Linked DNA regions of Mus musculus: region 2 is linked to region 1. Evidence: chromatin contacts called from public promoter capture Hi-C data. All regions are on one chromosome and are shown on one strand. Each heading gives the region's core, a stretch centred on a gene start, on an enhancer-like site or on the middle of the called end of the contact. The rest is flanking DNA. Distances are from core to core; before and after follow the strand shown.

The links. Capture Hi-C pulls out chosen DNA fragments and counts their contacts.
Region 2: a contact with region 1 is called in a promoter capture Hi-C map of adipose tissue. The contact joins two enhancer-like sites. A contact is called at or near these places in 6 of 39 promoter capture datasets (the C10 cell line, the HPC-7 cell line, cranial neural crest and 3 more), 1 of 15 datasets of contacts at CTCF or cohesin (the NIH/3T3 cell line), 16 of 484 Hi-C or Micro-C datasets (the AML12 cell line, B cells, the C10 cell line and 13 more), 1 of 115 datasets of contacts at active chromatin or transcription factors (embryonic stem cells) and 3 of 9 other capture datasets (adipose tissue, liver and pancreatic islet).

What each region holds. Positions count from the first base shown.
Region 1 is chr6:113,118,931-113,123,400 of GRCm38.p6, reverse strand. Setd5 (SET domain containing 5) reads right to left here. Exons shown (of 22, transcript NM_028385.1): 13 at 3,728-3,985; 14 at 2,240-2,560; 15 at 1,591-1,833. Among named protein-coding and RNA genes, the nearest start is that of Setd5, 44 kb to the right of the region's middle. Within about 2 kb of position 2,395, at least 13 of the 459 cell types and tissues checked have an H3K27ac peak or open chromatin away from gene starts, as enhancers often do. A contact at or near this core is called in adipose tissue, where this site is marked.
Region 2 is chr6:113,264,294-113,268,763 of GRCm38.p6, reverse strand. It overlaps Mtmr14 (myotubularin related protein 14), which reads right to left. Exons shown (of 19, transcript NM_026849.2): 10 at 3,254-3,320; 11 at 2,709-2,794; 12 at 2,428-2,504; 13 at 2,169-2,205; 14 at 69-136. Among named protein-coding and RNA genes, the nearest start is that of Cpne9, 16 kb to the left of the region's middle. Within about 2 kb of position 2,208, at least 16 of the 459 cell types and tissues checked have an H3K27ac peak or open chromatin away from gene starts, as enhancers often do. A contact at or near this core is called in adipose tissue, where this site is marked.

The DNA of each region.
Region 1 (4,470 bases), core at 1,146-3,645:
TAATTAGCCATCACATCAGCTTCCTGTTTTACTTACTGAAGAACTGAGTCTGTTTTGCCATTCTAGATGTTGAGATGAGATTTTTGCAGCCCAGGCTAGTAATATAACACCCTTGTCTTGGCCTACTGTATGATGTAACATGACTATCATACCTGGTTATCATGGGTAATGGTGTTTTTGTACAACAAACCATTTTCTTTTTCTGATAAACACAAGATCCAAGAGAAGCTAAGTGAGTGGTATAAGTGAATTCCCTAGAGACCCAGCTCTTCATTACCTAGACAAAATTCCTATAGTGATCAGATTTTCAAAATCTTTCTACTGTTATTACTTATTTCACCAAGTTACTTACTGCATTATCCAAAATCTCTTTGACAAGGACCTTGAAATCTAATTTCTCAGAAAATCTTCCATTTGGGAGTTTTCCCCATACAAACCAAGTAAGTGCAGTACTTTATAGGATGTGCTACTTAGGCTTCTGCAATGTACTACTGACTCAGCAGCACTGCCTTTCCCTATGCAGACTCCCGTTTCCTTGCTCCCCTTCAATAGGCCATGTCATTCTGTTGATCCTTTATATTCCCGTCCCCAAGAAGTAACTTATGATCTTGGGGAAAGAAAAAAATCTTTTTAAGTTTAGAGGAATCAGGGAAGACCTGCCTGGAATTGGAAACTTCATCACATCAAATAAGCTACATGCAGCATCCTCATGTATGTGATGCCCGAGGAAGAGGTCAAGGCCAGACAATGAGGGCGGCAGCCTGAATCCTGATCTGAGGATCAGAGAAAAGGGTGGTCCAGGGAAAAGAACCCTACCTAAAGGAAGACCTGATAAAGTGTGTTCTGTGTTTCTGAAAACATTGAAGAGCATTATAGGCTTGAAGAACAATCTATTCCCAAGACACCCTTGGAACATGTGTACAAATGTGGGAATTAATAAAGTGCATTCCCAAAACAACTACCAAACATTGCTGGTGCTAGACCCAAAACAACTAGAGTCCCAGAAAGGCAGGGAATAAGTCTTTTTATTGTCCAATAAAATTCTAAGATAATTTTTTGTCTAAACTCCTTTAAGAAATAATAGTAATTGATTATATAGTTACAACGACAATCTTATCTGCTTTTATGAATATAACTGTTCTCTAATTATTTGGGGTCCAACATCATACAATAGTCACAAATTACCATGCTAACCAGTATCACAAAAGCATATACAAAACACATCCATCCCATCAATTGCCTTGTGCTCTCAGTAATGTGAAAAGCTTCTAGGTATGGACAGGTAAACAGTCACAAGTTTGAGCACCAAAAATGCTGTATACATTCCAACTTGACCACAGTGACTTCTAAAGAGTCTACTTCCATGTTTAACAACACAATATAAACTCACAAAGTTATCTAGAGATTCTCGAATTATCTAGACAATTATGTAAAATATACTACAACTATATGCACCCTACAGTATTAAACATATTTTCATTCATGGGCAGGTATACACACACAGACACACACGGGGAGGGGGTGGGGGGTAGAGGGGGAGATAGACAGATAGACAGATAGATAGATAGAGACAGACAGAAAGGCACATACCTTCTTACAGGAGCTGAATGTGCCATCAGGCAGAAGGGGCCTTCGACGCCTCTCAGGCATAAAGGGTGAGCCAAAGCGAATGTAGTGTTTGGGGGTGGTACAAATTAATGGGGAATGAATAAGACCTGGTAGCATGTTCAGGGTTGTTGCCAACACAGTTGGGTCAGTGGTGATACGCAAAGGACACTCAACAGGGCATTCTTGCTTCTCTGCCTTGTCATTTAACCATTCTGTAACTAGATACTAAAGGTTTAAAAAAACAAAACAAAACAAAAACCATTAGTTATCACTGCATTTGTAACAGCTGCCAGAAGCAGTAGTGTAGTTCACAAATCAAACTTCAACTAAAACTAGAACAGATCAGCAACCACAGTGAAGATGAGCTGAGCATTCAGAGTATAAGGTATCTTTCCTTTACATTTTCCATGCTCACAAAGACAGATAAAAATAGTGTTTTACCAGTGATTTAAATTCTGTCTAAAATCAAGTGAACAAAAATAAGTAGGATGGTTTCAGCTTCCAGCACAAACAACTTTTTACGTAAAATGTTCAATCTAATAATTCTAAGGTTACTTCTTCCTTGGGGATTATAGGCCCTCTTGCTTTAGCGTGATACTCCTTACCATATGAAATTTATATCGTCGCTTACCTTTTTGGTTTTGGGGTATTTAGATGCAGCACGGTTGACATGGGATCCAGTAACTGATATCACAGTTGGGTCAGACCCTGTTAGCTGTCTGTTCTCTCCTGAACTGTCTGTATTTCCAGCTTCAGGAGGAGTTACTGAGTTGTTACTTCCTCCTTCTTCCAAGGCAGCTTGCGACAGTTCTGCCTGTTGTGCAATGGCCTGCTTCTGGCGTTTTAGTCTTTGGGCTGAACTGGTCCGGTACCGAGAAATTCTACTTTTCGGTCGGGGTCTAGAAGGCTTAGCTGGAGGTGGTTTAGGGATTGGCTTTTCTGCAGCTACATCCTGTAACAATATCAAGGCCAAATGTTTACTAGAAAATTCTCTTCTCCTTTGCAGACAGGATCTCCCAGGTTGCCTTAGTTTGCTGAGTACTAGGATTAGACAAGGCTCCTCTCACCTAGCATCAGAAATGTCTTACCTGTTTCTTAGTTTTCTATCTATTTAAAGCATTCTAAATGATTTTCAATTAATCCTTAAGGCTGGAAGATTAATCCCCAATTAACACCACTTGGTGCTCTTGCAGCAAAGACTGGGGTTCAGTTTTTAGTGTTCACAAAGTCCTCTAACTAGGAGTTTTAGTTTTAGATGGGGATCCAATCCCATCTTCTAGCCTCTGTGGGTAGGGTACATACATGATACACATACATACATGTAAGAAGGTGTGTGTCTGTCTGTTCACACATAAATATAAAAATAAATAAATCTGAACTTGGCACCACGTCACCTATCTTTAATCTCAGCATTCAGGAGGTGGAATCAGAGGTAGAGAGGGCAGAGGCAGGTAGACCCCTGTGAATTTAAGGTTAATCTGATCTACAAAGCAAGTTTCAGGCCAGCCAGGAGGACTATATGGGAAGACCCTGTCACAAAACAAATTAAAAAAAATACAAAATTTTATAGACTTTATTACCTAAATAGACCATAGACAAACATCTGCCTTAGTTAATTCTATTTCTAACAAACATGTATAAAATAAAATAGGTCAAAAGCCAATTAAAGCTAGGTACCTAATATTAAGGTTCTTAGGCAAGATAATTCTTGTTTCTTTTCTACACCCAGAAGTCCTATGTTAAACACTAGTCCTGAGAAGGCCCTGGAAGGTCAGTCATGTACCTGAGCTATTCAGAGAATCAGTGAGAGAAACCCAAAGATTTGGTTTCTTCCCTTAGAGATGGAGACTGAGCTAGGTGAAGCCTTCGTGCTCAGTATGCATTCTCCCAAACCAAAGGATTCTATGAACTTATCTGGGAGACACTTAAGTGCTAAGGGACTTTGTCATTCAAATGTTGACCTCACCTGTCTCTCTGCATCCCACAAACCAGCTGTTGAGATCAAAATAGCTTTGCTTATTCTGATACAGAGCAACGTTGAAAATACTAACTTCTACCACTATAGAAAAAGACAACTGACATTAGCATACGCAGGACTTTTCAGAGCTTTCCCTCTTACCCCAGCATGGGAGGACCTCCGAGTATTCACACCAGTGCTCTGTGGGGTGCTTGGGATAGCAACATTTGAAACAGGGCTGCTAACTTCAGACTCAGGGGCTGCAGTTTTTGTCTCTTCTCCAACTACTATCTCTGAACTGCTAGTAGTAATCTCTATGTCCGAGCTGCTCTGTTCTACAGGCTGATCCCGCCGTTTCTTTCTCTTCTCTAAAGATTCAAAAGCATGCATGATGGCTTCAACCTTTCGGTCTTCTCGAGTCTGGGGGTAGAAAAGTATTAAAAACAACAATAAAAAAAGCATCAACCAGAAGCTATTTCAAAAGTAAAATTAGTAGGGTTTATAAGAATTTATTCAAAGTATTATTAAGATAGCATATGCATCACTAAACTTTAAGATAAAAAAAATTAAAATTATTTTAAATATAGTAAACAGTTATAGCAGAAATTTAAAACTAAATGTTTTAAAATAGGTGAGCTACCTCAACACATTTTAGTGCATAAAGCAACGACAAGCAATTTCTGTCCTACATTCAGAGCTCAAAACCAAAGTAAATTGTCATTAAATTTTTTCTAAGCACAAATGAACACAATTAGCAAATGTTTTTAATCAATCTGACAAAAAAAAAATTACTACAGTTTGGATATGAATGTGCCCCAAAGGCTCAAGTTCAGTTAAAGGCTCAGAACTCATGTGGTAAGTGCTATTGGGAGGTTGTGGAGACCCCAGGAACTGCGCCTTCTTGG
Region 2 (4,470 bases), core at 959-3,458, 150 kb before region 1:
CTGGGATAACGGCAGTGCTCCACACTGTGGAGGAGTGCCCCTGTGGTCCTTTGCCTCCCTCCACTTACCTCTGGGTCTTCAGGCAGAACTCTTCGGAGGTGATATGCTTCAAAAAATTGAAGCAAAAGAAGAAAATCTGAAGGAGAAAAAGCAGAGCACAGTGAGAAGTTAGCCTTGGCCAGTGGAGAAGAACATGCAGAAGAGCGCCACTGGCTCTCAGGTTAATGCCTCTTTTGGGGAATGACCTTCTTTGTGAACCCTGCTAGATCTGATTTATGACTGATGTGGGTGATACAGAGGGCTCAGCAGGGTTTTAGGCAGGTGCCCATAAGCTGGGGGTAGGGAAGATATAATGTGCATCTTTTCTGAGAACACAGAGGTCCAAGGTAAAGAATTCAAATCTTCAACACGCACATTCTCAGCTTTTACAGTGAAAATAACAGCAGTTCCCACTTCCATCTTAAAGCCCAGGGAGAGCTACTGACAGGGGGGACAGCTGGGAGGGAGAGTATCTTGGGCAAGGGGATTAGTGGATAAGGCAGGACAGAAGAGGAAAGGCATTCCATAGGGAGGGGTGCACCAGATACAGGATCAGAGCTGGGGTAGGGCAGCCATGCTCTGGCTGAAACTGTGAGGCCCAGGTCTTCACTGTGAAGTGGATACAGGCAAGAGACTGACTGGCAGCAAACCCATTCCCAGGAGCAAATCCCAGCCAGTGACCTAGTCCAGTGGCCTCTAGAAACATACCAGAGGCTTTGGTTTATTTAACCTGCACAACACAACAGGCTATATATCAACCAGTGATCCCAAAAGGTGTAACCCATGAGACTCAGGGAAACACCCATACATTCCCACAGGGCCCTGTAAGATTCCATTTTAAAAAAAAAAAAAAAGAGGAAAAAAAAAAAAAAAGGCAGAGGGTTGCTCAGATCTGGTCAGTAGGAAATGCTGCATTATATAAAATGACACAGGTGTTTTCATCAGACACCAGAGCTTTTTAATGTGCTAATGTACCCTGGGAACCTCAAAGATAGAAGACAGGGTAAAGAGGCACTTAGCAGCTGTTTTTAGCTTGCTATATTACAGAGGTGTCTGCAGTCTGGAGAGGTAGCAAGACCTATGCATACACTGAGGGACTTGCAGGGTGGGACTCAGAGCCCAGTCTTCGCAGTCTCATTTTTGCCCTTATTCTCTGAAGGGAGCATCTGGCTTGCTCTGGTGGGCGGGGGAGGGAGATGGAGTAGAGGACAGAATGTCCTAAAGCACCAGCAAAATCTCCAAAGAGGCTACAAAGAGTCCTTCTGCCCAGATTTCAATGCCAAAGGCTCTGCCTCTGGCAGAGTTCATGGGGCCTCTGAGGAGCAGGCTTATGAGCTCTGCAGACGCGTAAGTGCTCAGAGAGATTTGGAAGGGAGATGAGCAGCTGGGCAGAAGCAACAAAAGAAAAGCTGGAGATAAGACGCCTAAGAAGAAAGCAAGCTCAGAAGCAGGAGGGAGAGAAGGATGCTTCTGGACACTAGGGGTGGGTGGAGACAGAACCAATACTGTCATGATATGCATCTGTATAGCTCAGGGAGAAACCAGGAGACTCAAGGTGAAGCTCAAGGTCACCTAGGCAACGAGCAGGACCAGTCGAGACACACTCAAGCCAAACTTAAGATCTGATGCTGGGGGAACTACAAGCAGGTAAAGAAGATAGAGGAGGCAAGACAGAAATGGCAAGAGGAATCTGACTACACTGAAAAGAAAGGACAAGGAGGACCTGGAGGCAGCCTACAAGTGGGCAGAACCCTGGGTGTGCAGACCACCGTGGAGAAGGGAAGGGACTCTGAGTGGCAGGATGGAGGACAGAAGCACTCCATGTTTCAGCTTTGAGCATGGAGCCATGGAAAGCAACTTGAACACTGGCTCCAGAGCCAAGTGCAGAGGGAAGATGAGGAGCCTGAAATGGTCACAGCCACTGTGGCCAGAACTCCCTCTGTGGTACAAAGGGAGCCCGAGGCCCACACACGGTCTGTGCTCTTGCCTTTCCCACCACACTGCCTGAGGGAAGAGGATGGTAAGCTCATCCAAGCATCCTGGGTGGAGAAACTGCCTTCCCAGCATGGCAACCAGAATGAATGCCTTGTGTGTTAAGGTGTAGTCCATGTCTGTGCGGAGGTCCTTACCTCCTCCCCTTTGCTGAGCCGATCTACCAACATGTGTCTGAAAAAGAAGAGTGAGAAGGTCAAAGCACAACCCAGCGCTGAGGAGCCGTGTGACCCACAGACAGACCAAGTCTTTGGCACCAATGCATCACATGAAGCCTGCCAACATCTTTGATCCTTTCCAAAGAGAGCCAACTTTTTTCCTCCAGCTGTTTTCTTATCTCTGTTCCTCATAAGAAAAGCTAATACACCATGCACACACACCTCCTTGAAGACTTACCCAAAGAGGAACCAGTCATAGGCCACAGTCAGGTAGAGGATCTCAGCAGGCTTCAGGGATGTGTGAATTAGCCCATCCTGGGGGAGACAAAGGGTGGCAAGCTCAGAAAGCTGCCTTCCTAGTGCGGGCCTCCTTGCTCCAGGAGCAAACCAAAACATAGACTGGGTGACAGGACCACCCTTATCCTACCCCAGCCCCCAACCAAGAACAGTGTTAAACGTGACAATTGGAGACCTAATAGGGTCTCTGCATATTCCCCGCTCCAGCTCATTCATACTCACAGCCCACAAGGAAAGGCGCAGAAGAGAGATGAAGAGGGGGGTCCGGTCCCAGCCTGAGATACAGTGTACCAGCAGCCCGCTGTCATCTATTGTGGAACAGGAGCACCAAGTGAGAGAACCAGATAGGGTTCTGCTGAAAACCCCAGGCCTCCAGCCTGGTGCAGGCCAGCTTAGTGTCCCTCTTCCCCAGGTTCCTGTCCAAAGTTATTTTATTCCCCAATCTCATCTTAGAAATGAGTGGGTGGGAACATCTGTCTTGACTTCTAGCATCTTAGCTGAAGTTCTCTTTTTAATTGTATTATAACCATGTATGTGCACATAAGAGTGCACAGGTCAGAGAACTGCATATGGGACTTTGCTCTCCTCTCCCTCCATGGTCCTGAGCATAGTACCCAATTCACTGAGCTTGTGCAGCAAATGTGTTTTTAAGCTCTTGGCATACTCCAGGTAGAAGCCAGCCCAAAAAGTCTCTTTGGGGGGTTCACAGAGAGGATCCCCCTTCCCAGCCAGCACTTCGCAGGCTTGGGACACCAGGAGAGACTTACCATCTCTGTTCATGATGAAAAGCAGCAGTTTCAGGTAGTTCTGTGTTTGTTGCACCAGGTCCCAACTCTGTTGGGCAAAACAGAAAAGGGATCGAGAAATAAATATGACCAGGAATGGACATTTAAATACTATCAAAAACAAACCACTGTCTGTGCATGGTGACATTGGCCCGTAACCTCAGCACTCACTCAGGACGCAAGAGGAACACGAGTTTGAGGCCAGTTTTGGCTACATACCGAGTATCAAAAGTATCAAAACAAACACGACTGCCAGCTAGGGTGTGGGTCAGTGGTAGAGCACATGCTTTGCATTGAAGAGATGTGGGGTTCTGTTCTAGTAGCAAAAATCTAACAGGAGTGCTGCCAGGTATGATGGTATGCCTTGTAATTCCAGCACTTAGAAGGCCAGGAAGGAGGCTCAGTAAAATTCAAGACCAACCCCAGCTCCGCCAGCCTGAGTATGAGACCCTATCTCAAACCGACAGACGGTGCCAAGCATGATTTTCTGGGCAGCAGTTCTACATAGCGCTTGATCTTTAGCTCTAGGCCTAAACCCTAAATACTCCCGAGCCGCCTTCCTCAGTTCCAGGAGATCTCCTTGCATCTATCTCCCCATCCCCTCCCTCACACGGTGCTCTGGGAGTGAGGAAGAAAGTCTTGGTGCACGCCTTTAATCCCAGCACTCGGGAGGCAGAGGCAGGCGGATTTCTGAGTTCGAGGCTAGCCTGGTCTACAAAGTGAGTTCCAGGACAGCCTACACAGAGAAACCCTGTCTCGAAAAAACCAAAAAAAAAAAAAAAAAAAAGTCTTCAGCAGGTGCTCTCAAGCAACCACATGCCAGTGGCTCCTCAGTTCCGGGGCGGGGCCTCAGGGTGGATATTGTTTCTAAACAGTCATGTAAGAGACATTCCTTGATCTGCACCACACATGGAGACCAACACAAATACCGATCTTCTCATCACCCTCTCACTCGCCCTTACTGCTGTTTACTGCATGCTCTCTCTCTTGTCATCAGTGTTTAACTGTGTGTGTGTGTGAGAGAGACACACACACACACACACACAGACAAACACATACACCCCTGGGGTTGAAGAGCACTGGTTAAGAGCACTAGCTGCTCTTACAGAGGATCAGGGTTCAATTTTCTGCACCCAGATCTCTAACTGCAGTTCTCAGGTGGCTCAGGGGAAGCGGATTATCTTCTGGCCTCCTTGCAT